2 separate regions of the Sus scrofa genome follow, and region 1 is linked to region 2. The links are chromatin contacts, called in public HiChIP or PLAC-seq maps. All regions are on one chromosome and are shown on one strand. The core of a region is the stretch at or near the end of the contact, and the rest is flanking DNA. Distances in the headings are between cores, read along the strand shown.

What was found. HiChIP or PLAC-seq counts read pairs in DNA pulled down with a chosen protein or histone mark.
Region 1: an H3K27ac HiChIP or PLAC-seq map of alveolar macrophages shows a contact between it and region 2. The contact joins the promoter of DDX21 here to the promoter of PBLD in region 2. A contact is called at or near these places in 2 of 5 promoter capture datasets (fetal skeletal muscle and liver) and 2 of 2 datasets of contacts at active chromatin or transcription factors (alveolar macrophages and skeletal muscle).

Annotation. Positions count from the first base shown.
Region 1 is chr14:72,038,346-72,041,801 of Sscrofa11.1, reverse strand. DDX21 (nucleolar RNA helicase 2) reads right to left here and starts at 1,817. Exons shown (of 15, transcript XM_005657387.3): 1 at 1,633-1,817. The coding sequence starts at 1,719. It overlaps LOC106508089 (a long non-coding RNA gene), which reads left to right and starts at 1,849. Exons shown (of 3, transcript XR_001304647.2): 1 at 1,849-2,277.
Region 2 is chr14:71,486,023-71,489,570 of Sscrofa11.1, reverse strand. It overlaps PBLD (phenazine biosynthesis-like domain-containing protein), which reads left to right and starts at 2,029. Exons shown (of 10, transcript XM_021073523.1): 1 at 2,029-2,159. It overlaps HNRNPH3 (heterogeneous nuclear ribonucleoprotein H3 (2H9)), which reads right to left and starts at 3,276. Exons shown (of 10, transcript NM_001243555.1): 1 at 3,118-3,276.

The DNA of each region.
Region 1 (3,456 bases), core at 568-3,067, 550 kb before region 2:
CTATACAATTCATGTTGGTCAAATAAGTGGCAAAATCAAATATTCACAAGGGACCTGGAGTTGCTCATGGGATTCTCCAACATGTTCCAACAACATACAGTAGAGAAAGTGATCAAGAACAAGTTAATTTGATTCTGATACACAAATGAGACCATGTATAGCCACAGACGGATGTTAAAATTTCTTTCTCTGCTAGAATTCCTCTTCAGGCAAAACGGGGGTTCATAATATTTGCCTTGCCTACCTCACAAATGCCAATGAGTTTACATAGACACTTTACGAATCAAAAACGTATAAAGACCCACAACATATCACTCTGTGAATAAAAAAGATATATCTAATTTAAAGGAAAAACAAAGCACATGTTACAAGAAAACGGAATGAGTGAAATCTCAGAACCAAACCAGACAATGGCTCCTGCTTGAAATGTCTGACCCTCTCCAACTTCTCATATTTTTGAAAACTTTGTATTACTGAAAACAACTGGAAAGGTGTTTTAGCCTCTATTAAAACCTCTCTAGCAGAGCCCCAGGTCAACTCCAGAAGTGAGACTTTACACTGAGCTGAAACCTGCCTCCCTGCAATTTCAGGCCTAGCCTCTGTCCTTAATCTCTCCCACACGACCCATCCTTCAGACAGCTGAAAAATAATCTGGTCTCCTCCATCTCAAAGCTTTATTTCTTTCATCCCTTGCTTCCATCAAACGAGGCTGGATTTCCAATTCCGGTGGTCTCCTTTGGAAAGCAATAGAGTATGGTCATGTCCCTTCTAATTTCAGCATCCCATAATTTAACAAGTTGCAAGGCAGGTAAACCAGGACCACTTCCTCCCCACCTGTGAGCACAAGTCTGCGCTACCTCGGCTTCCTACAACACCAAAACATTGTTTTTGTAGAAATTCCCCATCAAAAAGACCCAGAAACAGCAAGGAGAGAAAATTTTAAGTCGTATACAAGTTCAGGGACAATCTTTGCTCTCAGTGACCTTATCTCAGAGCAGAGACTCAGTCACAGGTTAAATCGCTATCTAAGGAAGTAAGAGCGGGAGGCAGCTATCGAGGTAATTGCACACGGTGTGCAGTTAAGCATCAATACATGTCTTTACATTTCCAAGGAAAATATGGCTAAAAATATTAAGAGGGACTGAACTTATCTTCTAAGGGCCGCTTCCCGGAAAACAAGTAGTACCTCCCTACTATGGTAAAAAAATGTCACTGCGGACGCCGCCCACGTGTGCGGATGGCCTTATGGGCTGGCCAGCCCCGCTGAAAGCTTTAAAGCCCTACCTACAATTCCCTCCGCGCACACTCACGCCGGGAGATATCAGTCTGGGCCAAAACGTGGGGGCCTAACCGTGACCGTTCTACTTTGCTCACCCGGTGCGGAGCGCCCAGACTCAGAGACCACGTGGGACACCCGGCCGGCTCTCCAGCTGCGATCGCCCCCCCCACCGGACCTCCGGGCAGTGCGCCCACCGCCCGCGGAGAGCACCGACCACTCTCCCGCGCCCCTTGGCCGAAACCCACGCCGATCACCGGCCAAGTCGGGTCCGCGCCTCGCGCCGCCAGCCCAGGCCCCTCATCTCAGAGCCCCTTGTCCTGCCTTGCCCCAGGTCCCTCGGCCCTCGGTGGTACCTTCTCATTTTGCTTTCGCGGCATCTCCACTTTTGCCGTGGCGGTTTCTGACTCCAAATCCGCGTCACTACGAAGTTTCCCCGGCATCACTCTGCACCTGCTGGGTAGGCCGACCGATCTCGTCAACCGCGTGGAGAGGAAGAGAGAGCCCAACCTTTTTAGCCCACCCAGCTCCCGTCACTTCCTGTAGCAGAGTTCATCCTGCGGAAGCGGAAGTTCCCCAGGGAGGCGGCGGCACATGTGGTTCCAAAGCAGCTGCAGCTCACGCCGGCTGGTGTGAGTTGAGTGTTTACAGTGCCTGAACTAGAAGCCACCCTCAGAAGGGTAAACGGAAGGAACCGCAAAGGTTGGCTTTATTGTCGTTAAAACACTGGCGAGATTTTCGCTAGCCTCGGCCTGATATTGGAAGATTTTTAGCTGTTTTTGAGTGGCGCCTTTTCAGTGCTTTATTTTAGATTGCTAGCCTTGGCAAGCTCCTTTCACGAGCAGATGCGCAGGACGTATATTCTTGGTTATCCTGTGGAAACGTCACACTTGAAAGGAGACGCCCAGACTCACTGGCCTCGATAGTAACTGGAGTTCTGTCAGGTCTGGTCATTACTGCGTGCACTCACCGTACCTCCCCCTGAGCATTCACCATGTCAGGTATGAGAAACAAGGCTAGGATTCAGCACAGAAGCCTTGCCTTCAAGACGTTTTATAGGCTGGGTGGAAATAGACGAGTGTCAGTTGTTTTGAAGGCACAGACAGGCAACTGAACCGGCCTTGGGGCCTGAAGAAAGGATCCCCAAACCACGTGGACCTCTATTAGAAAATACAGGGGCTCTCAGTCTTGCATAATGTGGACACTATACGAATTCAAGCAGTTGAGGAAAAGTGGTATATTGAATAATCTGTGACAGTATCGCTAAACTTCCTGTGAAGAACTAGTGAGACAAAGAACTGGGAGCCAATTCATCATGAAATCATTTTAAAAAATCGGTTGAGGGAGTTCCTGTTGTGGCTCAGTGGTTAACGAATCTGACTAGGAACCATGAGGTCTCAGGTTCGATCCCTGGCCTTGCTCAGTGGGTTAAGGATCTGGCGTGGCCGTGAGCTGTGGTGCAGGTCGCAGACGCGGCTCGGATCCTGTGTTGCTGTGTCTCTGGTGTAGGCCGGTGGCTACAGCTCCGATTGGACCCCTAGCCTGGGAACCTCCATATGCCGCAGGAGCGGCCCTCAAAAGGGAAAAAAAAAAAAAAAAAAAATCGGTTGAGGAGTTCCCACAGTGGCACATTAAGTTAACTGTCCAGCATGTCTCTGTGGAGTTGCAGTTTAGATCCCCCAGCAGGCACAGTGGGTTAAGGATCTGGTGTTGTCACATGTGGCATAGACTGCAGATTACAGCTGAGTCTTGGATTCCATCCCTGGCCCAGGAACTTCCACATGCCAACAGGTGCAGCAAAAAATGGGGTGGGTTGGGGGTGTGTGTGTGTGTGCGCGCGCGCGTGCATGTGAAATCTTCCCTGGCCTTGTAAACCTTCATCATCTTGCTCTGATTTTTGGATATGTTTCTTAATCTGAACCCGAGTTTCTCATGCATAATGGAGCTGGCAAAATTAATATAATGGACACACACAGACACACAAAAGAGCTCCCATTATGGCTCAGTGGTTAATGAATCCGACTAGGAACCATAAGGTTTCGGGTTCGATCCTTGGCCTCGCCTAGTGGGTTAAGAATCTGGTGTTGTCATGGGCTGTGATGCAGGTCAAGGCAGCTGGGATCTGCATTGTTGTGGCTGTGGCACAGGCCAGGGGCTACAGCTCCGATTAGACCCCTAGC
Region 2 (3,548 bases), core at 780-3,279:
AAGTCTTTTTCAAAGTCAACAAAAATCTTAAGTTTTCAAGTGTTCTTAGGAATTGTCTAAAGCAGAAAGAAGGAAAAAGACTTTGGAAATGTTTACTAAGATACTTTATTAGTAGAGCAAAAAAAAGTTCTAGAATAGCATTGAAAGTAGGCTTTGGAAAAAGACATTTTAACGATCTTTATAATTTCCTTTAAAACAAAACCCCACCAACCTAAGAAATAATCTGCTGTGAAAAGACCTTAGGATGTGGGGGCTTTATGTTACTTAGAACATTTATTTATTTATTTTTCAATGTAAAGGTACCACTTCAGGAATTCAAAAAAGATGGAAACTGACTTATAGTTATAAATCTTAGCACTTTCCAAGAAATACTAGCAAGCAAACTATACTAGCTTTGATTTTTGGATCAGCCTATTCCAAAGTGCATAAAAACAATACAGTCTATAAAGAACACACCAAACTGTTAACACAATTTTAATTTGGGGAAAGGTTAAGCAGATTTGGAAGACAAACTACTTCAGAATGACTCTCCATCCCATGTGAATGAGTACACAACAAAGTAACCCACACTCTACTAACTCTTCAAAACTCAAAATTAGAACCTGGAATTCTATTTACAAAACCAAACCAAGACAAAACCTGAAGGCATAAAAAAAAAAAAAAAAAAAAAACACCAATCTGTTCTGATACCTTAATAAAGTTGTCTCAGAAACTACCTAAAAAAAGTGTTTACCAATTATTCAGGATAATCCTTCTCAACCTTTCTTTACAAGTGTCACAGCAATTCTGCTTTAAAAATTTCTAGTGTTAGCATCAATCAAAACACCAGCAGCTGAAATACACAGTTTGTCAGTTCTGTATGAAATTTTTAATGTAATTTCCTAAACATTAGGCTAAGTGAAAGAAACCAGTCACAGAAGACCACTACTGTATGATTTTAAATGGATGAAGTTAACGATCTGTGAACTGTATCTCAAAGCTGTTAAGAAAAAACATCTTAGAAGCCAAATGAGATAAAATTCCTTTATAACATAAAGGGTTTGATACATTAATAAACAACCCTAAACCATGCTTCTAAAAAAGTTCCTTGGTCAGCAGGTTAAGAAGGATCCTGTGGTGTCACAGCTGTGGCACAGGTTTGGCCAGAAAATTAAAAAATGAGAGGTAACTTCAAAATTTTGGTCAGAAGTGGTGATGAAATGCTTAAATAAAATGGAAATCATTCCCTTTTCATTGTGCTTGCTCAATTTTAAATAAAAATAGACTCACACACTACTACTTGGAGGTGAGGTGTCTAAACGGATTTCTTTTCTAGAACAAAGTTACCACCCACTGCAGTTCAATCACTTGTTTAACAAAGTAAGAATACCAAAACTACACAGTTGTTTAAAATATAAAAAGCAATTTAGATGCATTTCCAAATCATGATGCAGATGAAGGGCAGGAAAAAAGGTTTCTAGGGTAATCCAATCAGGGAAGCTGTTACACCACACAAGACTTTATAAGAAACTGGGCTATATGTCTTTACAAGTGCATAGAAACACAGAACATCTTCAACATCATGAAGATCTTTTTCATTTTTAAAGATGAAAAAATAAACACACTTGTAAAGATTCATATGCATTATTGGAAGTCTCATGCCTTGCCTGTCCTTTACTTTGCACAGTTTTCAGTGAAAATTACAGACCCAGTTCTCCAATGTTCTAAGGACCGAAAAAAAAAAAAAAAAAATCACAGCACCACATGACTGGGCTTGCAGTTTGTTTTTCTGTTGAGTAGGGTTATTTTCTTCGCCAAAATGTTACTATAGTCCTAAGCCAAATAGAAAATTCGCTTAGCTACCGAAAGAAAATAAACCCTAACTGTATTTTGAAGTATTTTATTTCCACAGCCTTAATGCCAAAACAATCTTTGCACAAAATAAAAATCTTGGAGATTGGTGAAAGCCGATAACGCAATTCCTATACACACATTTTTTCCATCACTGGTTGTTTTTTAACAACTGTTTCCCAAAAGTAAACCACCTACTTAAATTCTAACACAGTATTCGCCAAACTACACAAAACCATTGCTAAACCATCCCGCCCCCGCCCAAAGGTTCAGAAAGTCGTATCTTGGTTCACCTGCTTGAAATAAGCCCCACTGCACATTCCTATTCGGTAAGTCACCCGCTTTTCTGCTTACAATTACCCATAAAGTCTCCCAATACGGTTTAAGTGGAAAAAACCCTTTGGAAAATGAGTACGTACTCTTTTCGAAGCTCCAAACCTGGAATATAAGGGCCGGCTAAGCGTCCTTTATTCCTCCCCGGAGGCTTTTCGTTTTATCTAGCTGCCCTAGAGACCAGAGAGCTAGGGAGAGTACGCCCCTTCCCCCCCTTCCCGTTCGGCAGCAAAGCTTGGCTTAAAAACCTTCGCCACCCGGCGGCGGAATTACAAAGGAGGCCGTCTGCCTCCTTTGTCCCGGGTTTGGGAGTTGAGCGCCTTCGTCGCCATTGGCTTTCCTCCCCCAGCTCCAGCCTCTCTCATCTTGGGAATCTGCGTCAGAAGTCACTCGCAGTCCCGCCAGCCCAGGTAGCCCAGCTGAGACTGCGGAGGAAGGGAGGCCGCGGTGGGAGGCCAGGCCCATCCGGCGCCATTTCCAACCGGAGCGCGCCCGAAGGCCCTGAGCCTCCCCCCACCCAAGTGCCCAGCCTTTCCCAGCTCGCTTCCTTCCCCACCCACATCCCTTCCGAGGCGCTCTAACCACCGCCCCCCTCCCCGGACTCCTAAATCAGTTTTCGGAAGCTAAGGGGCAAGAAGCAGAAAGAGAGGAGAAGGGCGGGAAGCCCAGGTGGCCGCGCCACCGTACCCAAAATGGCGGAAGCCAAACCAGCAGGGAAAAGACGGGAAATGCGTGATGAGCCCCACTTCGGGCCTCGGCTTCGTCCACTAAATCCCCCCTGAGTAAGTCCCCCCCCCGCCCGGCAGGCCGCCCCCGAAGTGAGAGATCGCCCGGGGGGGCGCAGCCTGGCCACCTCCGAGCGGCGACCTCCACACTTCGCCCCGCCCCACCCCCTCCCAGTTTCTCTTTCGTCCTTCTCCCGACTCCACTCTCGAAACCACCATCCCAACCTACCCCCTTTTACTTCAGATACCCTGTCGAGCGACAGTAGCGCCGACTCCGCTGCTTGCGGGGCCCGGTCGTGGAGAAGGAGAAGTCGCCTGCCTCGTGTAGCGCTCCCACAACGGTTCTTCCAACCGTCTCCGGCGGTGGCAACCGCTGAGGGAGCTGCGCAGCAGAGCGACTGGCTTGGGGGGATGGGAGAGCGCGAGAGAGAAGGAGGGGGTGGAGCGAGAGCGAGGAAGACCCACCGGCCCCGCTCTCGCGAGGCAAGAGAGTCGGTCCCGCCTTGGCGCGGAAGGCAAGAAGTGCGCTTGCGCGTTGGTGGAAGGCCTGGTTGTTGGGGTCGGGGGAAGGTGGAGGGTCAGTAACTCCGCTTTTCTTGCTTACCCTAAAACCTTCAAATTCTCAAAGCCACCTTTCTGCTTTCGCGGGGAGATGTGAAG